Regions from separate parts of the Mus musculus genome. Here regions 2 and 3 are each linked to region 1. A link is a contact called in public promoter capture Hi-C data. All regions are on one chromosome and are shown on one strand. Each heading gives the region's core, a stretch centred on a gene start, on an enhancer-like site or on the middle of the called end of the contact. The rest is flanking DNA. Distances are from core to core; before and after follow the strand shown.

Region 1 (2,700 bases), core at 5-2,504:
TTACTATCTAAGCTTTACACAATCCTCTCTGCAGACCCCTCTTCAGCATCACTCCCAAAGCTGAGTAACTTCAGAGCAGTAGTACTCTTAACACCAGGAGTCTTTATGCTAACAAGGCTCAAAAAACCTACTCCATACCCCACGGGAGTTAGGGCGTGTCTCAGATTCCCGCAGACATTACCATTTTCTTAGGAAGAAACTGCTCCCTCTTCTTCTGGAGACTTGGGTGGGCTCTTGGACCGCGACCTAGACTTGGACTCTCGCTTCGACACGGGCGGAGGGCTTCTCGATCGCGACCTGGACCTTGACCTCGAGCGGGATCTGGAGACGGAGGAGGACTTGGACTTGGATCTTCGGGCAGATCTGGACTTGGAGGTTGATCTGGAGCGCGAGCGAGTGCGGGACCGAGACTTGGAGCGGCTGTAGCGGGAGCGGCTTCGCGACCTGGACCGACTCCGGCTTCGAGATCGGCTGCGCCGGCGTCGCCGAGGGCTGCGAGTGGGACGTGAACGAAGCGACAGGGTGAGCTTGCAGGCCGCCGGTCCCGCCCCGCCCGCCCCGCCGCCATTATCTGGCTGCCAGGCGCCATTTCCCTTGCCGCGAGGCGGGGTCTCGCACGGAGTGGCCCGGCCCTGCTGCCACCCCGGCCGCGAGGGAGGGGCTGGCTCCACGTGCTCCGCGTACCTTTGTGCCCGTCCGCCTCCCGCTCCGCCCCGGGCCCCGCTCACCTGCGGCTCCGCCGCCCGTAGCCGCCGCCGCCGTACCGACGGGGTGGCGGGCCCCGGCGGCTGTGGTGCGAGTCGGGCGGGCGGCCGTAGCGCGCCATCTGCACCCGCAGCTCGCGGCCGTCGAGCACCGCCCCGTCCATGGCGTCCATGGCGTCTTCGGCGTCGCGCTTGTCGTGGAACCGGACGAAGGCGAAGCCCCGGGACTCCTTGGTGTAGCGGTCCCGCGGAATGTACACGTCGCCGACGCGCCCGTATTTCTCGAAGACGCGCCTCAGGGTGTCGGGCGAGGTGCGGTAGGTCAGGTTGTCCACCTTGAGGGAGGTCATGCCCTCCACATCGGGAGGCGGGCGGCCGTAGCTCATGGCTGCGAAGCGGCGCCGAGACCCTAACGCCCCGGACAGGCCCTCGCTCTCCGGAAACGCAGCTCCGTCAGGCGCTCGGTAGCTACAGTCCTCGTGGGTAGGGAGGGAGCCGCAAGGCCGCCGCAGAGCACCCGAACCTGACGGACGCCTGAGCAGCAACTAAGCGAGCGGGCGGGCCCCAGCGCGCATTTATACCCACCCTTACAAAATGGCGCCCGCGCCACCCGGAAATGAATCTCCTGATTGGCCCATTCGGCCGTGTTGCGTAACGTCGCCGCCGCGCGCCCCGCCCCTCCCAGGTGCGCCTGCGCACCGCGCGGCGGGCGGGCGGAAAGCGCGCAGTCACTGCGGTGGGGCGGGGGAGCAGCCAGAGAAGGCAGTTAGAAAGCCCGCCAAATGCTCTACCGTGGGTGCGTCCGCGAGAGCGCGGGGAAGGGGAAGAACGAGGCTCTATGGAGGGAGAAAGAGGAAGCGCGCCCCACCAGAGCCCCGCCCCTTCCCCACGCCAATGCCCGGGCTCCACGCGCCGTTCCGCCCAGCCTTCAGTCCCGCCTGTCAGAGCCGGTTCTTGCGCTCTCTTTTGCCTCTCTGTGTCCCGGGGCCACCTCACGTTCCCCTCTCCCGCCGCTCCTGACTGAGGCTCGCTGCCTTGGTTTCACTTCTCGGGGCCTTTGCTCTCTACGAAGGGACGGGTAGTGTAGACCTAAAGTACGCGCTAGCCACAGCGTGCGGCCGTACCCTCCCCTCCCCCCACGGGGCGCCGGGACTACATTTCCCGGCGGGCGCTGCGACCAGACTCTGGTCAGCTGACCGGTCTCGTGATCTGCTGTGAGTCAGGCCGGGAGGGCGGGCCCCAGCAGCTGCTACTGCTCGTCCTTGCCCCGGATCCCGTTCCCTGCAACTGGAGTTGCGGCGGGTAGACCCCGGGTCTCCTCTGCACTCGGTCGCGTCCCCGGAGGGTCCCGACTGTACCGGTGGGGAGAGATTTCCCTTAAACCCACGATTCCCATCCCAAGATTGGAAATCGGCAGTCTGGCTTCGTGGTTCTCTCATCTGGTTTCTTCCCTCAGGGCTGTCAGGGGGTTCGACTGGAGGAGAAGAGGTGACTGTCCTGGGCCGCTGCTGGCCTCTGAGCAAGCGGAGCCAAAATGTCCCCGGAGTCTAAAAAGCTTTTCAACATCGTTATTTTAGGAGTTGCCTTTATGTTTATGTTCACCGCCTTTCAGACTTGTGGAAATGTGGCGGTGAGTTGGAATCTGTACTCCTTCCTTTGAATGCCCGTCTGAATGCATTCCAGCTGTGACAATAAACGTTTATGTCCGCTACCACGCCAAGATTGCACCTCCTGTTTTTCAGCCTACCCTTTCTCGTTTTCTTAATTTTGTGTATCAGATATTTCGCGTTTACGTGGTGTTAAACACTTTCGTTTAATACTCAGATGCGGCTTGCAATTTGAGTATGGACCATAGTTACTTTAATTTTTGTGAATGTTAAACTCTGTATTTAGTGCTTGGGTGGCTTGTGGGTACAGTTGATTATCTGTTTCCCCATCTCGAGTATATCTTCTGCGGCAATTGAGTCGGTTTTTTTCTCCTCTCATGGTGGGCTTG
Region 2 (2,700 bases), core at 82-2,581, 1.2 Mb before region 1:
GCCCCCACCCGCAGGCTCTGGCTGCTGCTCTTACTGAGGACCTAGTACCCATAAGAAGGCTCACAGCAGTCATTCCAGTCTCTGGGGATCCGAAACTCTTTCTCCTGCCCCAGGCATGCATGCGGGGAAAACACTCATTTACAGCAAAATAAAAGTAAAAAGACATTTAAATGAAATAAAATACCAACTCAGGTTTCCCTTGTGGGAAGTAGGAGATGGCGTCTGACTGCCTGGCTCAAACTGCTCATCAAGTTAAGTGATAAAAACCAGTAAGTCACACACACCTAAAAAGCTTTAAAAGTGTTTGCCTTCAAGAAAACTAAAAAACACAAACATTTTTACAACCCAGGCGAGGAAAGTATCACATTTGTTAACGTACCCTGGGTTCAGTCTCCAAAAACCAACACAGCAGTGTAGTCTGTAATTCCAGCACTTGGGAGGTGGGAGGCATGAGGACCAAGAGTTCAAGGTCACCCTTAAGAACATAACAAGTTCGAGCCTAGCCAGGATTATACGGTCGCAAACCAATAACAAAAATAAATAAAGGGAAATATTAATCTCCTGTTTATTCAAAAATCTTCGTGCATTAACAGTCTTGCTATCTAAACAGATAAAAAATGATTTATAATATAAATAAATATAAATGCAGGATTGAGACAGGGCGGCTGCTGACCTGAGTGGCAGTGATGGGGGTGCAAGCGAGTTTCTTCACCCTGCAGCTTTTCTACCTCAGACTCCACTGTCGGGTGGACAGGTGTCCTTCGGTGACTAACCGAGAGCCCATGTGATCTGCTGAGGCGCTCTGCAGACAGCCTCGCGTGAGTGCACTGTCCAGGCTTTCCGGGGATGGGGTGGGGTGGAGAGGGCGTCTCCGTGAGTCCGGGGCAGTGGACACCCCATGTGCAAACGCCTACGATGGTGAGTGGTGGTGGGAGGGATTCGCCTTCCGTGTCTCTGAAGATGCTCCTGGGGTCAGGTGTGCCTCGTGAGCATCCGTCCCCGCCCCACGTGGATACCTGCCCTTCTCTGTTCTGACACACGGAGTGGGGGTACCGGCCCCCGAGAGTACCGGGAAGAAAGCAAAGCCAGAGGTCCACTCACCTGACACTTCAGGCCCGTCCGGGCTCCTCAAGCTCAGTTCTCCCTCCCTCTCAGTGTAGCCCAACAGCAAAACTTAACAGCACTTGCCAGTAACTGACAGGCTGCTAGGCCAATCACCGTGCAGCTTTTGGCCGCCGCTGGACGAATCGTTGTACGTCGAAGGTCCCATCCCAATGTCACTGTCCAGATACCGCTAGGTACTGTAGTCTTCCGCTTCCAAGCCCCACCCCCTTGAGAAGCTGCAGAGACTCCTGGGAGGTGTAGTACCACAGCGCCTTGCGTGCGCATTTCCGACGCCGTAAAAGAGCGGATGGCGAAGTTGGCTTTTACGACCTTCTAGAGGGCCTCTCATTGGCGCGATCCTCTGAAGTCTGCGCGGCTATGGAATATTAGAGCTCGCTGAACTTGACCCAGTTTTTATTTTTTATTTTCCAAATCAATGTAGTCTTAGAAGTCATATAACTTTGGAAAAGATGGCGGGAAGCCTGGTATTATTAGCCTGAAGGACTGGAGTTGGGTCGGGGTTAGATGGGTTCTTTGGGATAAGAACCTTTAAGGGAGTTGTACACACACACACACACACACACACACACACACACACACACACACACACACACGGGTCGGGGTTAGATGGGTTCTTTGGGATAAGAACCTTTAAGGGAGTTGTACACACACACACACAAACACACCCGGAGGAAACTACACACACACACACACACACGGAGGAATAAGAACCTTTAAGGGAGTTGTACACACAAACACACACACACACCCGGAGGAAACTACACACACACACACACACACACACACACACCCCCGGAGGAAATTTAGCACCGGAAGGACGATCGGTAGTTCAACATCAACCCAGAGTTCAAGGCCAGCCTAAGCTACGTGAGACCCTGACCTCTAAAACAAAAAGTTTATCTGAACTGAGATCTAAGTAATTTGCTGCAACTTCTTAATGTATCATTACTTACATGTTTTTAAATCAGTGGTTTATTTGTTACAGTTTAAGAGTTAATCTTAGCCAGGCGTGGTGGCGCACGCCTTTAATCCCAGCACTCAGGAGGCAGAGGCAGGAGGATTTCTGAGTTCGCGGCCAGCCTGATCTACAAAGTAAGTTTCAGGACAGCCAGGGCTATACATATATATATATAACCATATATATATATATAACCCTGTCTCAAAAAACCAAAAAAAAAAAAAGAGTTAATCTTTTTTAAAGATTTATTTATTTTATGTACATAAATGCACTGTAGTTGTCTTCAGACACACCAGAAGAGGGCATCGGATCCCATTACAGATGGTTGTGAACTATCATGTGGTTGTGGGAATTGAACTCAGAACCTTTGGAAAAGCCGTCATCTTTTTGTTGAGCCATCTCTCCAGCCCCTTTTTGTATTTTTTTTTTTTGGTTTTTCGAGACAGGGTTTCTCTGTGCAGCCCTGGCTGTCCTGGAACTCACTCTGAGTTCTGACCAGGCTGGCCTCGAACTCAGAAATCCACCTGCCTCTGCCTCCCGAGTGCTGGGATTAAAGGCGTGCGCCACCACGCCCGGCTTCCTTTTTGTATTTTTTAAGAACACCTCAAGAAACAGCT
Region 3 (2,700 bases), core at 2-2,501, 1.7 Mb before region 1:
CTCTAATGTTCCTGTTGCCAAGGAAGGCCACACACATTTTGGGTACCAGTGCCTAGGACTTCAGCATATCTCTTGGGGGACACGATGTACCCCCACAACATTAGTTTTCAGTGGACGGTGAGCAAGGGGCAAGCCACTACCCCTCTCCAATTCCCACCTCGACAAAGTCACCTCCATCCAGGCTCCGGGATCTCCTCTCAGCTGTCATGAAATAGTTCCTGCTGATGTACACAGCCATTTCCCAAGTCATAGTCACCCCAAAGCCAGCCCTCACTGCCCTCACCTAAAAAGTTGAGGGGCCCAACCCCCTTCCTACACCCCGCATCCAGTCCCCGCATCCTGTTCCTTTCTATACAGCGTTGAGATGTTGAAAAGTTGGCCCACAAGCTACTGAACCCTGGTATGTGCAACCCCAGATTCTCCATATCCCCCGTCATCCGGAGCTGCAGGGTTCCTGGGCTGTACTAGAAACAGCTCAAAACGACCCACGACTTCATGAATTCCTGTGGCACCCACTCGGTGGCTAGGCCTAGGCCTTCCCTGAATAATGTTGGCCCTATCTTGTCCCCTTGGAAAGATGGGCTTCAAGAGCTCACCTTCCCGTGGTGGGAGGACATCAGGGGCTTAGACTAACAAATGAGGGAGAAACATGGCAAAGAGCTCCAAGTGTTAGCACCACCCAGGAGCTCCCCAGATGGTCAGTGCGCTCCAAGGTGAGTGTCGGTGAAAAAGTAGGCTCAGATGAGCTGAGGTCTATCAGAACCGCTTGGGTGCTAGTCTCAGAATGCAACTTCCTGTCCAACATTGTTCAGGGACGTCCCCAGCTTCTTGCCTGCAGGTAAGTACCGGACTGTCAACTGGCTGGAGCTCGGGCGCGCCCTGCTGGCCACTGCATTGCCGCAGTAGGAAACCAAGCCCCACACCTTCCGCAGCTAGCTGGGTCTCCCGGGTCCGCAGCCTCGATGGCAATCTAACTTCACCACTGCGACCTTAATGGGCTGGTCCTGTAGCAGGACTCATTCCGTGCTGTAAGAGCACTAAACTAGGCTAATGTCTCTCAGGGGGACTGCCACTCCCTAGGGTGTGCATTCTGCGAGTCTCAGACGTCCTGGCTGGCGTCGTCGAGGGGATGGCGGGACGGAGGGAGGAGTCTATCAGGGTCCGAGCCGGTTGGTGGATGGGGAGGGAGGAGTGGGCGGAGCCTAGGGCAGGGCGGTTCCTCGCTCTCCCTCGCTTGCTTCGAGCCGGGCTCACCTCTGACTGTCCGGGGACATGACTGGCACACCAGGAGCTGCTACCGCTGGGGATGGCGAGGCCCCTGAGCGCTCCCCGCCCTTCAGCCCGAACTACGATCTCACCGGCAAGGTGGGTGGGCTCTGCGCTCAGTGCTGGGGACCCCCCAGGCCGGCACTTAGGGACATCCCTCCCGATGTCCTTTGCCTTAGGACCCTGTCCTTCCCTGTCTACACCCCTCTTCTGGAAGTGTCAGCTGGGTCTCTGGTCTGGGGCATAACCCCTGGGCTCATCCCAGTCTCTAGGGTTCTAGGCTGACCTCGGAGGGCATGGGGTAAGGCAGATCTGAAAGACTAAGACTCCCCCACCCTAGGAACAAAAACCCAGTTCCTTCTGCCACACTTTGGAATACTGGGAGACAGGGACTCTCTGAAGACACAGACAGGGCATCCCCGCCTTCAGAGGCATCTCAAGGTTAATGCCCTTTTTGAGCTAAGCCTCAAAAAGTGACACCTGTCACAGGCGTGCAGTGCTTTGGGTCCCCACTCAGCGGTACATCCCACCCTTCCCCTCCCCACTGCCTCCAGACATAGACTCACAGCTCCTTCCCAACACCCCAGGCTGCATGTAGCCAGCCTACAAGTCCACTTGGGAATTTTCAGAAGCTGAGAAAGAACATGGCAATTAGTGACCATGGCCCACTCTCCCCCTCCCCCCGCCCGGCCCCCCGACGACCTTAAAGGCAACTCTCTGGGGTGCATACATTCTGCAGGAATGCCCTGAATAAAAGGATGTCTGTCACCACCTCTCTTATTGGTGTCCTTGGCTTAAGCAAGTACATGGAACTCTAAAAAGAGATGCTGAGCCAGCCAGCCTCTTGCACTATTTTTCTACAGGGTTTAGGAGAGAGAAGTAAGAGCTATGCCAGGTAGAAGTGATGCCTGGTCTTGAAGGGTACCTGCCTCTTTCAGGGTCTTGGTTCCTCTCAAACACCAGATCTCACTCTCACTAGGAGCTTCACATCTCCACCCCCTAGGGTTTCAGGGGAAGCCAGTCAGCCAGCCTACCCACCCAGAGACGTTGAGATAGGCGTCCTGTGTGGGCTTGTGGCAGGAAATGGGGCTCTAAGTCCTCAGGGGAGGGGAGTTGCTGATGGCCAGCCCCCACCCCCAGGCTGATGGGGATCTCCTGACCTCCTAGCCCTGCAGGACAACTGAGCTGTTTACCTAGGAGGTGGCAAGGCTGAGCAGCTGTTTGTGTTTGGTGGACTTGATGGGCTGGGTGACCGGCTGCATCATTTGCTCAAGGCAGCTGTGATCTGTAAAGTACACAAATACCGGTATTCGCCTGCCTCCCTCCCTCCCTCCCCCTGTATGGCTGGGGCCCCAGAGCCATCAGAGTGCCTGCTGGGAGCACCTGCAAAATAGCTGACCCCCAGCCTGCCAGGCTTGGCCCAGTCCTGAGTCT

The links. Promoter capture Hi-C pulls out the DNA fragments that hold promoters and counts their contacts.
Region 2: a promoter capture Hi-C map of pre-B cells shows a contact between it and region 1, with 3 times the contacts expected there. The contact joins the promoter of Slc25a19 here to the promoter of Srsf2 in region 1. A contact is called at or near these places in 2 of 39 promoter capture datasets (erythroid cells and pre-B cells).
Region 3: a contact with region 1 is called in a promoter capture Hi-C map of pre-B cells, with 5 times the contacts expected there. The contact joins the promoter of Rab37 here to the promoter of Srsf2 in region 1. A contact is called at or near these places in 3 of 39 promoter capture datasets (liver and pre-B cells), 1 of 484 Hi-C or Micro-C datasets (CD8 T cells) and 1 of 9 other capture datasets (liver).

The regions. Positions count from the first base shown.
Region 1 is chr11:116,851,840-116,854,539 of GRCm38.p6, forward strand. It overlaps Srsf2 (serine and arginine-rich splicing factor 2), which reads right to left and starts at 1,255. Exons shown (of 3, transcript NM_011358.2): 1 at 729-1,255; 2 at 182-492. The coding sequence starts at 1,090. The coding sequence ends at 189. It overlaps Mfsd11 (major facilitator superfamily domain containing 11), which reads left to right and starts at 2,161. Exons shown (of 13, transcript NM_178620.4): 1 at 2,161-2,334. The coding sequence starts at 2,239.
Region 2 is chr11:115,626,964-115,629,663 of GRCm38.p6, forward strand. Slc25a19 (solute carrier family 25 (mitochondrial thiamine pyrophosphate carrier), member 19) reads right to left here and starts at 1,332. Exons shown (of 7, transcript NM_026071.3): 1 at 1,102-1,332.
Region 3 is chr11:115,152,927-115,155,626 of GRCm38.p6, forward strand. Rab37 (RAB37, member RAS oncogene family) reads left to right here and starts at 1,252. Exons shown (of 9, transcript NM_021411.4): 1 at 1,252-1,365. The coding sequence starts at 1,273.